Regions from separate parts of the Mus musculus genome. Here region 2 is linked to region 1. A link is a contact called in public Hi-C data. All regions are on one chromosome and are shown on one strand. The core of a region is the stretch at or near the end of the contact, and the rest is flanking DNA. Distances in the headings are between cores, read along the strand shown. Region 1 overlaps Nfib (nuclear factor I/B). Region 2 overlaps Gm11266 (predicted gene 11266).

Region 1 (4,835 bases), core at 722-3,221:
GATGTCTTAAACTGACCTTAAGAGATGTGTCATTTATGAGAGCTATATTAGCCAAAGGAAATAGCATGAGCAAATGTCAAAGGGCAAGGACGTCCATGCTACCCAGTGTGGCTGGAAGAAAGCACAGATATGGAGGCCAACACTTAGTGGGAGAATTTAGAGACATAAACTAGTGTTACCTTGTAGAGGGGCCTTGCATGCTGCTGGGAGAAATCTGTATTCCTTCATGAATTCAGCGAGGCACTGAGGGCACTTCCCACTCTCCCACTAGTTCTTAGATTATCTCTCAACTTGGCTTGTGCGTTATTCCTCACTGTCAGAGGATCAACATTTCCCATGAAAAGCTGTCTCCTCTGCAGTAGAGCTTCTTACCCTACTCAGAAATGAACCTCAACCGTTTCCCTCTGCATGTTTCCAGCATTTCTTGAAACAATCACTTTGAGGACTGTCAAATTATCCAGCTATTATCTAATTGGTGACAGTGGTTTAGTCCCTTTGCACCAAAGGACTGGCATCCTGCAAGCTTCTTTCTTTCAGACATTTGGTAGAGCATCACAGATGTTATGCTAGAGGTAAGATACAGTGTATCTACAATGGAAAGAAAAGGCCGGGACAAAAGATAAGTTGAATAGTCAAAGATGAGTTATCACCATCAGGAAGAGCAAACTATAGCACCTGATTAGACTGAATAACGGTGATGACATTGACTTTGTAGTTGTAGTGAATCTGTTTAAACTTTTTCATAAGTGTAATGAATGAAAATTATGAAGCATTGATTAAAAAAAAATACAGCTTTCTCTTGGTGTGCTTTTCTGGAAACTCACCTTACCTTCCTGCCTGCTTTGTGCTCTGGTGGGTTCTCTCTTCCTTCCAGAACTACCCCTCCCCCTCCCCCTCCCCCTCCCCCTCCCCCTCCCTCCCTCCCTCCCTCCCTCCCTCCCTCCCTCCCTCCCTCCCTCCTTCTCTGGGCTTTTCTTACTTTGCAAATTTCTTGACAGGTTTACTTCTTATACCAGTTTACCTGAATTTATCGAAGGCAAGAGTCACTCATAAGTGCAACCCCTTTTAGCAAGCAGGTAAAAAGGCAGAGCCTTTGTGGTAGAAGGAGAGAACTGACTCCCCCAAATTGTCTCCTGATGTCCACGTGTACTTCTCCACACTGCACAGAATAAACAACAAACAAACAAACAAACAAAACCCATGTAACTAAAAATTAGAAAAGAAAATCAGAAATACTTGAGAGCAATGTTGAAAAGTCTTTTAGATTACTGAGCCATGGACTCAGGATGTGGGCAGTGGGGAGCTCCTACTACGCCTGCCTCTTGCAGTCCTGGGAGATTTTTTTATGCTTCTCCTAGGAGAAGAAAGATTACAAAGTAGGTCGTATTTTTAATTCTCTGTATTGTGCGTTAGGGAGTGAAATAGTTTCTCTCACTAAGCGATAAGGATTACTAGTTTTCAAAACCACAGTTTTAAAAACAGAGTGTATGCACCCTTGTAAATCATGTAGCAACTGACAAAACATACTGATAAGTGCAAAAATGAACTGGTATCTTAACTACCATGCAAGGAATGTGGGCATATGCTGATGAAGGTGTCTGAATCCCACCGAATTCATGGAGCTTCCTATTAATTCTCTAGTAATGCAACAGAAACAAAAATCCAGGCCTGCTTCTATTTATTTTCCTACCCAGCTGGGTATTTGCAAAGGTTGGACCTCTCAAGCTCTACCCTGCCCAGTGAGCTCCTGTACTCCCTTGTCTTCTGGGCAGATTTTGTGTGCTGGCTGCATGGGCAGGACATGGGTCTCTGGAACAGACACATAGGGATTAGCTGAGCTCCCCTGGAGTCCCTGGGCCCTTGGGTCGTGGAAAGAGTGGTGCCCTGGTGTGTCTGTGACCTCTACTAGTGAAGTGCTGCACAGCTCACTGATAGCACTCCCAGCAGCCTGACTGACTGGTTATTCTGGTCAGGAGAAAATAGCACCGACATCACGTGATCCTGGCAAAGTAGACCACATTGGAACTTAGCCTTTGAATACCCAAGGGGCTGGCAGCAATCTCAGGGGTTGGCTGGGAGCCCCATTGAGTTCACTAGTAATCAGTTGACTGCAGAGCTGGACAAGCTGCTCCCGTTTTTTTTTTTTTCTGACAAGCTCCGTCTAAAAGAATGATGGGCAGTTTGCCATTAGGATTTTTTAGCAGAGTTGCTAATGATTAACTCTTTAGCTACGACACATACATCATGCCTCTCCTTATGTGTTGGCATGCAGTTAGATAAAACTTTGGAGGCAAGATTCTAATTCCTCCTGCAACCACTGTACCAGGAATTCCTCTCTTACACAACATACACCCAACGGCGAGGAAAAACACCCCATAGAGCCCTTTATATGCAGATTTCAAAGGAATGCCAGTAGACTGGTTTTCCTTGAAGTTTCTAATTTGTTGCTTTTAAACAAAATGCTATAATCTTTAATCACCTTAAATGTCATGCGCTACACCTCAGGCATACCTAGGGAATAGATATCACCTGCAAGAAAACTTTGGAAAGCTTTGGCATTTAATATTTGTTCATGATTTTATAAACACATTCATATTCTCTCGTCCAAATCCTGTGATAAGTATTATATCTCAGCAAAGAAGTATTTGTAGTCAGTTACCATAAGTCCAGAGAAGCAGATTCTTCTTGATCAGGCAGAATTCCCCACGGATTGATAGGCTTTTTACTAGAAAAGAGGTGATTTTGTAGTAACCTTTATCCTGTTCTCTACGTGCATCAAATAAAGTCCTGTTCCTGGGGTTGCACGTCTTACGTGGTGTAATTCAGCAAACGTGGCATGTTCACTCTTGTTTTTTGTAGGAAGTTTTTTCTAAGACATATATTCTCTTTTCAACAGAAGCTCTTACAGGTGACTGGTACCACTCCCCTGGGAGCAGGTTGACTACAGCAGGCGTGATGTCTTGTCAGTGGATTTCAGAGTTAGTTTACCAGAACATTGCAAAGCCAAATAGAGCCTAAATAATGCCGGGCACTAACACAAACACCTGCATAGTTTTTTCTCTGAGCTAACATCATTTTTGAAGCATATAACAATCCACTGAAGTTTCCTGGAAAAATGCTGCCTTTGGCTTATTCTAACTTCCTTTATTTCCCTCTGTGTATTTCAGGTGCTGTTTAGACATTGAAAGGTATCAGTTTTGTTTTGTTTTGGTTTTGCTGGCATTGGGTTATTTGTTAATTCTAGGTGTCAGAGATTGAAGCTAAGCAGGGAGAACTGAGAAAGGCGTCTCCCTTGGATGTGATTTAATGTCCAGCTTACCCTTGGGCACTGAGTACTGTAAAGCCAGCGCTTTCTCTGCTGCCATTGCCAGTGCTTCTTTGGCTCTCAATTTATGCTATCCCTATTGTTACCTTCCCTCTCACTCACTCTTCTTACTGGGGGTCAAGCTTCATGGTTGTAAACTATCAGCTGAGTAACCTGGGAGGTTACATGTTCTCTTTCCCCGTAGTTCCAGTCAAGTTGTCTAGGGTACCTGTCATTGGTTACTTCTGAACCAATCTCTAAATGATGGGTCCTTCATTGGTAGCACCTGGTCTCCTGTTCTGAGAGTAGAAGACGAACCCAGGACATGCAAACTAGGTGCTTGGAGTGAGTCAACAAATACATCTCCCCAGAGGGAAATTCTTACTTTTGATTACAAGAAAGTAGTGGACTTTATCCAAACAACACCTTAACAGGCAAACCAACTAACCAGATCCACTATAGATGAAAAGGATTACAGTTTATCAAGATGCTACTTTTTACTTTAGCAGGAGTGAAATTGGTAATGAGATGACATTCAGGCTCACAGAGTACCTTAGACAGTATGACATGCCATGGGACACGTATGTTTTTATTTTGGACCTTCAGAGTAATCCTATGAGATAAGCATTTAAATCCTCCTTTTATGAAATAGGAGGCTGGCATCTGGTGAAATGGAATCACTTCTTTGCAGTCACTAAGGAGTGGGGAGAGCCACTACATGCCTTTGGCCACCTTGTCTTAGAGTTGATATCTGTGCCATGGCAGTCGGCACTCTGGGCTCAAGGCAAGGCAGAAATGTCTAGATGGCTGGTAAGGTTTTCTGAGGAAAGTAGTTCAGGCTTCCTTCCTTCCCTCCCTCCCTTCCTTCTTCCTTCCTTCCTTCCTTCCTTCCTTCCTTCCTTCCTTCCTTCCTAATTTCCTTAGAAGTCTGTGGTAAAGCTAGGACTTCTGTTAGTAAGTTGTTGGTGGTACTATTTCCAGGAAGACATAACAAATTGCTGCATACCTCAGATAGAGAATCAACAGCAGACCAAAATGAATACCACCAAAGTTCCATTTGGTGATCCACTGAGTTTTATTGGGTGTACTTCCAGGAGTGTGTGTGAGGTGTAACTTTGGGGAACAAAAATGACGGAAAGACACTGACATCACCAAAGCCCACACCACTCTGGGTGATTTCTCACACACACACACACACAAAAAAAAAACTGGAACCAAGTAGTTTGTCAGGCTGGAGAATGTCTTTTTCAGGCCTAGGTAGTCTGAGCCTCTGCTAGACAGCTAGGCTGGACTCTGCCTCTTCCAGGTAGTTTGGCTTGGCTGATCATTGTGGTCATTGTCTCCTAAAGACTTACATATGGCTGAAGGGGGAGGAGCCCAATGAATTTGATATGTTTTAGAGACGCCCTGAAACCACCTACTTGTTTATTTCCTGTGTCATAATGATGCAGGATGGATTATTTCACCTCTCTGTAGAACACCCTGTGTCTTAATGAGCTGCCCTCTAAAATGGAAATTTTATCTTGGAGGA
Region 2 (4,835 bases), core at 1,230-3,729, 95 kb before region 1:
TGCAATATCCCAAGGTCACTGTAGCCCCCAGCCATGTTTTATTTGGGCTCCCATAATCTTAATATACACATCACTTGCATTTCATATCATTTGTCACTAGACTAGTTCCATGATGTCCAGAGGCCTAGTCACATATGAAAAGACAAGATCCCTGTTGGAAATTAAGAATTTGAAGCTGGAGAGAGCAGCACATCAAGACAAACATGGACCGCTTCTAAGTCATGGATCTTGTGTGACTGCTTATGTTGCACACCCATAAAGCCAGCTCTCGTGCCAAAATTTAAAAATAAAAGACTCTCACACTGGAAAATCTGTTGACATGGGATCTGTATCTCCAAATGGATGCACATAATTGGCTCCTGCCACATACCAACTTGCTTTAGTTTGATGGAACTGCCACAATCAAATGCCACAAAATCTAGCAGTTTAAACAAAGGCAATCACCTCACAGTTGGAGTCTCACATCTGAGACCAAGGTTATCAGCAGGGTTGAGGATCTTTCCTTGGTTTATATCGGGCCTCTGATCCTTGCATCTGGTTCCTTGTCCTTGTATCTTTATATGGTCTCGCTCTATACACATTTCTGTCAACCTTTCATCTGTTCCAGGCCAGTTACCCTAGATTAAGGCTTACCTCACTGAGACACAATTATGTCTCTAAAGAACCTGTCACGTGGGCCTGATGACATGGCTCAGCAGGTGCTTGTTGCCAAAACTGATCATCAAAACTGATCATCGTCTAAATTTGATCCCTGGAACCCAAAAAGTGGAAGGCCAACTCCTACAAGTTGTCCTCTGGCCTCCATAAGTGCATACACACAACAAATAAACAAGTAATCAATGAACGGAGTTTTTAAAAAAATGAACCTATCTCCAAATACAACCACACTCTGAGGTACAAGGGATTAGAACGGTAAGGTGAATTTTGGAAGCACGCATTTTAGCCCATAACACAGTTGTTTCCTTTAATGGGGGACACAGTACTCCAAGTCACTGCCATTAGCCACCTGGTAAAGCCTTCTCACCCAGAGTCTTCCCTTTGTGAGGCAGGAGTCAGTTACACAAAGCATCTCATCTGCATGCTTTGTGTAACATTCTTTTTCCTGGCTTACCTCTCTCAGAGGGAGACCGGCTCCTCCAGACCCCATCTCATACGGGACAACAACTGCACCCTTTCTCTTCATAGCTACAGAACTAAGGCTGCTGCTCAAGTATTCTTTACGGGGCAATCATGAGATCCCTAGTAGTGATGATAATAATAATAAACTGTGCCCATTGCACAGAGATAACAGTTGAAAGGCAGTGCAGAAGGAAGGGGCCGCCTGGAGGCATAACCGACTGCTCACGTCAGAGACAAGACATACAGGTTTGAGGAGTGGAAAACTCTCAGTGGCGCCATAATTCTTCCCCGGGGCTGATCACCTGACTAGATGAGGAATAGCTGTAATTGTTGATGGCAACTCAGTCTGGTCTTCATACCTATTTGCAGAAAAATGTTAGCCAGATTATAGCTGAAAACCCTGCTAATTCTGGAGAAGTTTTTGGTCTAGTGCCTAGAACAATTAAAGCATGTATTCACACCTACCACATGCGACACTGAGCAGAATTTCCAGCACAACACTTAGTACTTTATTTTTAAAAGAAATAGCAGAGACTGAGTGGTGCTCGCTCACTCTCCAGCTTCCTAGCTGGGTTTTCACTTGAGACTGGAGGGTGAGGGGCTTCTGAGCTGAAAAGAGATATATTTTTTGCGCTTTTAGAAAATCTTTGCTCAGAATCAGGAAACTTTGGATGCTAAAATGTGCCTGCACCTGCAAAGAAATTAACAAATTCCATTTGCAGGGCTCCGAGAAAAGATGGCTCAGTGTACCAGTTATTCAACCCTGGAGCTTAAGGGAGCCCTTGAACATCTTATTCAAAACTCTTTACTTTTAAGAGAAGGAATAAGGGGTTCTGAAATTTTAAATGGTTCCCCTCAAACCAGATCATCACCCACAAGGCAGAATTATTGTTTGCAGACCAACCAAAAGGGTTTGCTTTTAAACAAGCTTTGTCCTGCTAGCCTAAATTTTATGCAAAGAAAACCAAATAAAATACAGTAGCCCGCATGCAGCACACAGCTCTCTCTAGAGCAGTCTCTACTTGGACTGCAGAATTGAGAAAGGAAGGTCAAATTCCACTCCAAGGTGCTTAGCAAACAAAAGAAACTTTTCTGTGGTTGGTTTAGGAAGCTCCTGGCTGCTGGTCTCCACACAGCTCTCTGGAATCCGATATGAATCTAACACCAGAGGGCGCAGTATCCTTTGTCCTGGTGTCCTTCAGAGCCTTGAGACAGGCTCTGAAGCCTTGCTGGTCTTAAGAAACTCGATTTTCCTCTACTTACACATTTCTTGGAACCAGCTGAATCCCCAGGCTTCTTCATCTCATCTCCTTCCTTCCTAGAGGCCACCAGATTCTCCAAACAGTCTTGTGTGCATGCTGCAGGCTTTAGCAGGAAGGACTAGCGGCCTTCCCATGGCTGTGTCTCTGCTAAGCCTAGGAGACCCTACCAGTGGCCTATTGTCACTTCTCATCATGATCCAAAAGAAAGATGCAAAGCAAAAAAAATTTTTAAATCAGGACAAAATGAGCATCACGTGAGAAAAGGCACATATTCATTCTTTCTACTCACAAAAGAAACGTAATAAATGAAAGAATTGTTCCTGGGAAACTGTTACCCTCTTACAGGCATGTGTCCCCAACAGTCTGTGACTAGCTTTTGGTAGTAAATACTTACCAAAGGGACAGGCCTAAGCATCTGGGGGGTGGGGGACACACCTCTGCTACTCTCGGTCACCCACTCAATACAGTGTACCTATATCTCTCTGTGCCCTAACCAACTTCAGCAGGAAGAAATCTACTCCACACATGCTAACGTCTTCCCATATGAGATACCCTGCACTCCTGTTCCCACAGATAAATGAGCATCTCCTGTAACCACCAACCACCAAAAGCACAGCCTTCTGCAAAGTCCCCAAATTTGCTGTATGTGGCAGCTCAACCTTTAACCTCAGCACTCAGGAGGCAGAGACAAGCAGATCTCTGTGAGTCTGAGCCCAGTCTGGTCTGAATAGCCAGTTCTAAGAGAGAGACAGCTCCCCCTAAAACAAAAACAAAAACACAATTTTCCATTGTTCCATCTGCATAGAGGATCCTAAAGACATCTTAGAAAAAAAGCAATTACATTTATAGAAAGAGGATTTAAATTTGCACAGCCCCTTTTCTTATCTCTCATTGAAGTCTCCCAACAACTCTAAGAGATAGTCAAGGAAAGCCATAGCTTAATGGGCATTCCCCAGCCCTGGCTACCACAGGATGGAGGCAGCCTTAGGGTCTTGGTCATGAAGCTTGGAGAGGAACAGTTTATACAATTACAAGGCCTAGGACGTATACAATTATTACAGATAATTAATATGGTCTCAGTGTCTGAAAACATGTAGCAATTTTGGCTCCTGAACAGGACAGAAAGAAAAAAAGAAAGAAAGAAAACAAAAAGCTGCTATCAACTCTCGTCTTGTAACTTTTTTGATCACAATGTTTCACTCACAAATTTCACATACATCTTATTAGTTCACAGAGAGCAATGGGAAGGGCTGAGCCTGGAGACAGGCAGCCATGTTGTGTTTACTTGAGAGCATTTCTCTTCGACTCATAGAAAGATGATAGCATTTGTCAGGTATATACTCGGCCACTGAGATGAAAACTATAGGTGGTATTTTGGGAGGAAGAGTGAAGCTGAAGGCTTTCACTTTCAGTTTATGTTTTTATATTACTTGAAGAAATTTGATTTATGCCTGTCTTCCTATTATATCTTTTACATTTTGCTGGGGCTAATGAGACTCGTCAGAGCTGCTAGGAAGATGACTTATGTAACATGTCTAGATGGCACGTGCTCTGGCACACAGTTGATACCCACTAAACAGTAGCTCATTGTCAGCTTCTGTACCTCCTTCAAATTGAGCAAATGAACTCCAAACTCAAGATGTTCTGAGGCTGCTCCAGGCCCTGCTCTCAGCTCCTCCCACATCCTTGGGTCAAATCTGCCCCCTACCCCTCCCCCCCACCCCCACCCCCCCCCGTGCCTCAGTTTCTTCAAAATGACAATACAGAGTTGGGTTTAGAAAACTGTGCGGAAGCCAAGATGATCTGTTCCTCACCCAAAATTTCCTGAGATGCTGTCTACAATTTAGCCACACTTTGCAGGAGGATTGCCTCTCAAGCTTGGGCTTAGCAGATAGAATGCTTCCTAGGAGAAACTGCCCTGCAGGCTGTGCCGAGAGGGGCCAATCAGAGACAAAGGAGCAGTCTCCAGGACAAGTACAGAATGTTAGGGAGCTGATGACTTCTGAGCCTTGGACCTTAAACAAGTCATCATCTTTGAGGGGAGGTGGGAAAGGCCTTCGGATGTTTCATGGGTGCAGCTATCCACACAAACCATCTCCAGAGATGAAGAATGCCCTCAGTGGAACAGAAGGGGCATAACTGAAGGTTGGGTCATCCAGGGAAAAGTGACAGCTAGCACCTCAATTCCCTAGGGTGAATCCTGTCTTAGGATCCAGGACTGAACCCAGCAGACCTTCCCTAATCAAACGCTCCCCTCTGGCTTTAAACAAAACAAAAGGAACCTACTGCTCATAAGAGATGAGCTAAACGCCTCTCAAATTTCTTCCACTGGACCCCTTTATCTGAACAAGCACACGGGGGATAGGTGGCTAAGGATAAACCAGACTCTTACCTTGCTTCCCTTTAACAACTGGTCTTCAGGGACCCATCTGCATGTGTACTACACATGGTTTC

The links. A called contact is a pair of places that touch in the nucleus more often than the background predicts.
Region 2: a contact with region 1 is called in a Hi-C map of uterus, with 1.9 times the contacts expected there. The contact joins two enhancer-like sites. A contact is called at or near these places in 8 of 484 Hi-C or Micro-C datasets (the 3T3-L1 cell line, 3T3-L1-derived adipocytes, adipose-derived mesenchymal stem cells and 3 more), 3 of 115 datasets of contacts at active chromatin or transcription factors (embryonic stem cells, heart atrium and intestinal villus epithelium) and 1 of 9 other capture datasets (embryonic stem cells).

The regions. Positions count from the first base shown.
Region 1 is chr4:82,444,632-82,449,466 of GRCm38.p6, reverse strand. The region is part of intron 2 of Nfib (nuclear factor I/B); the gene reads left to right. Among named protein-coding and RNA genes, the nearest start is that of Nfib, 59 kb to the left of the region's middle. Within about 2 kb of position 1,971, at least 115 of the 459 cell types and tissues checked have an H3K27ac peak or open chromatin away from gene starts, as enhancers often do. A contact at or near this core is called in heart atrium, where this site is marked.
Region 2 is chr4:82,539,770-82,544,604 of GRCm38.p6, reverse strand. The region is part of intron 1 of Gm11266 (predicted gene 11266); the gene reads right to left. Among named protein-coding and RNA genes, the nearest start is that of Gm11266, 34 kb to the right of the region's middle. Within about 2 kb of position 2,479, at least 38 of the 459 cell types and tissues checked have an H3K27ac peak or open chromatin away from gene starts, as enhancers often do. A contact at or near this core is called in heart atrium, where this site is marked.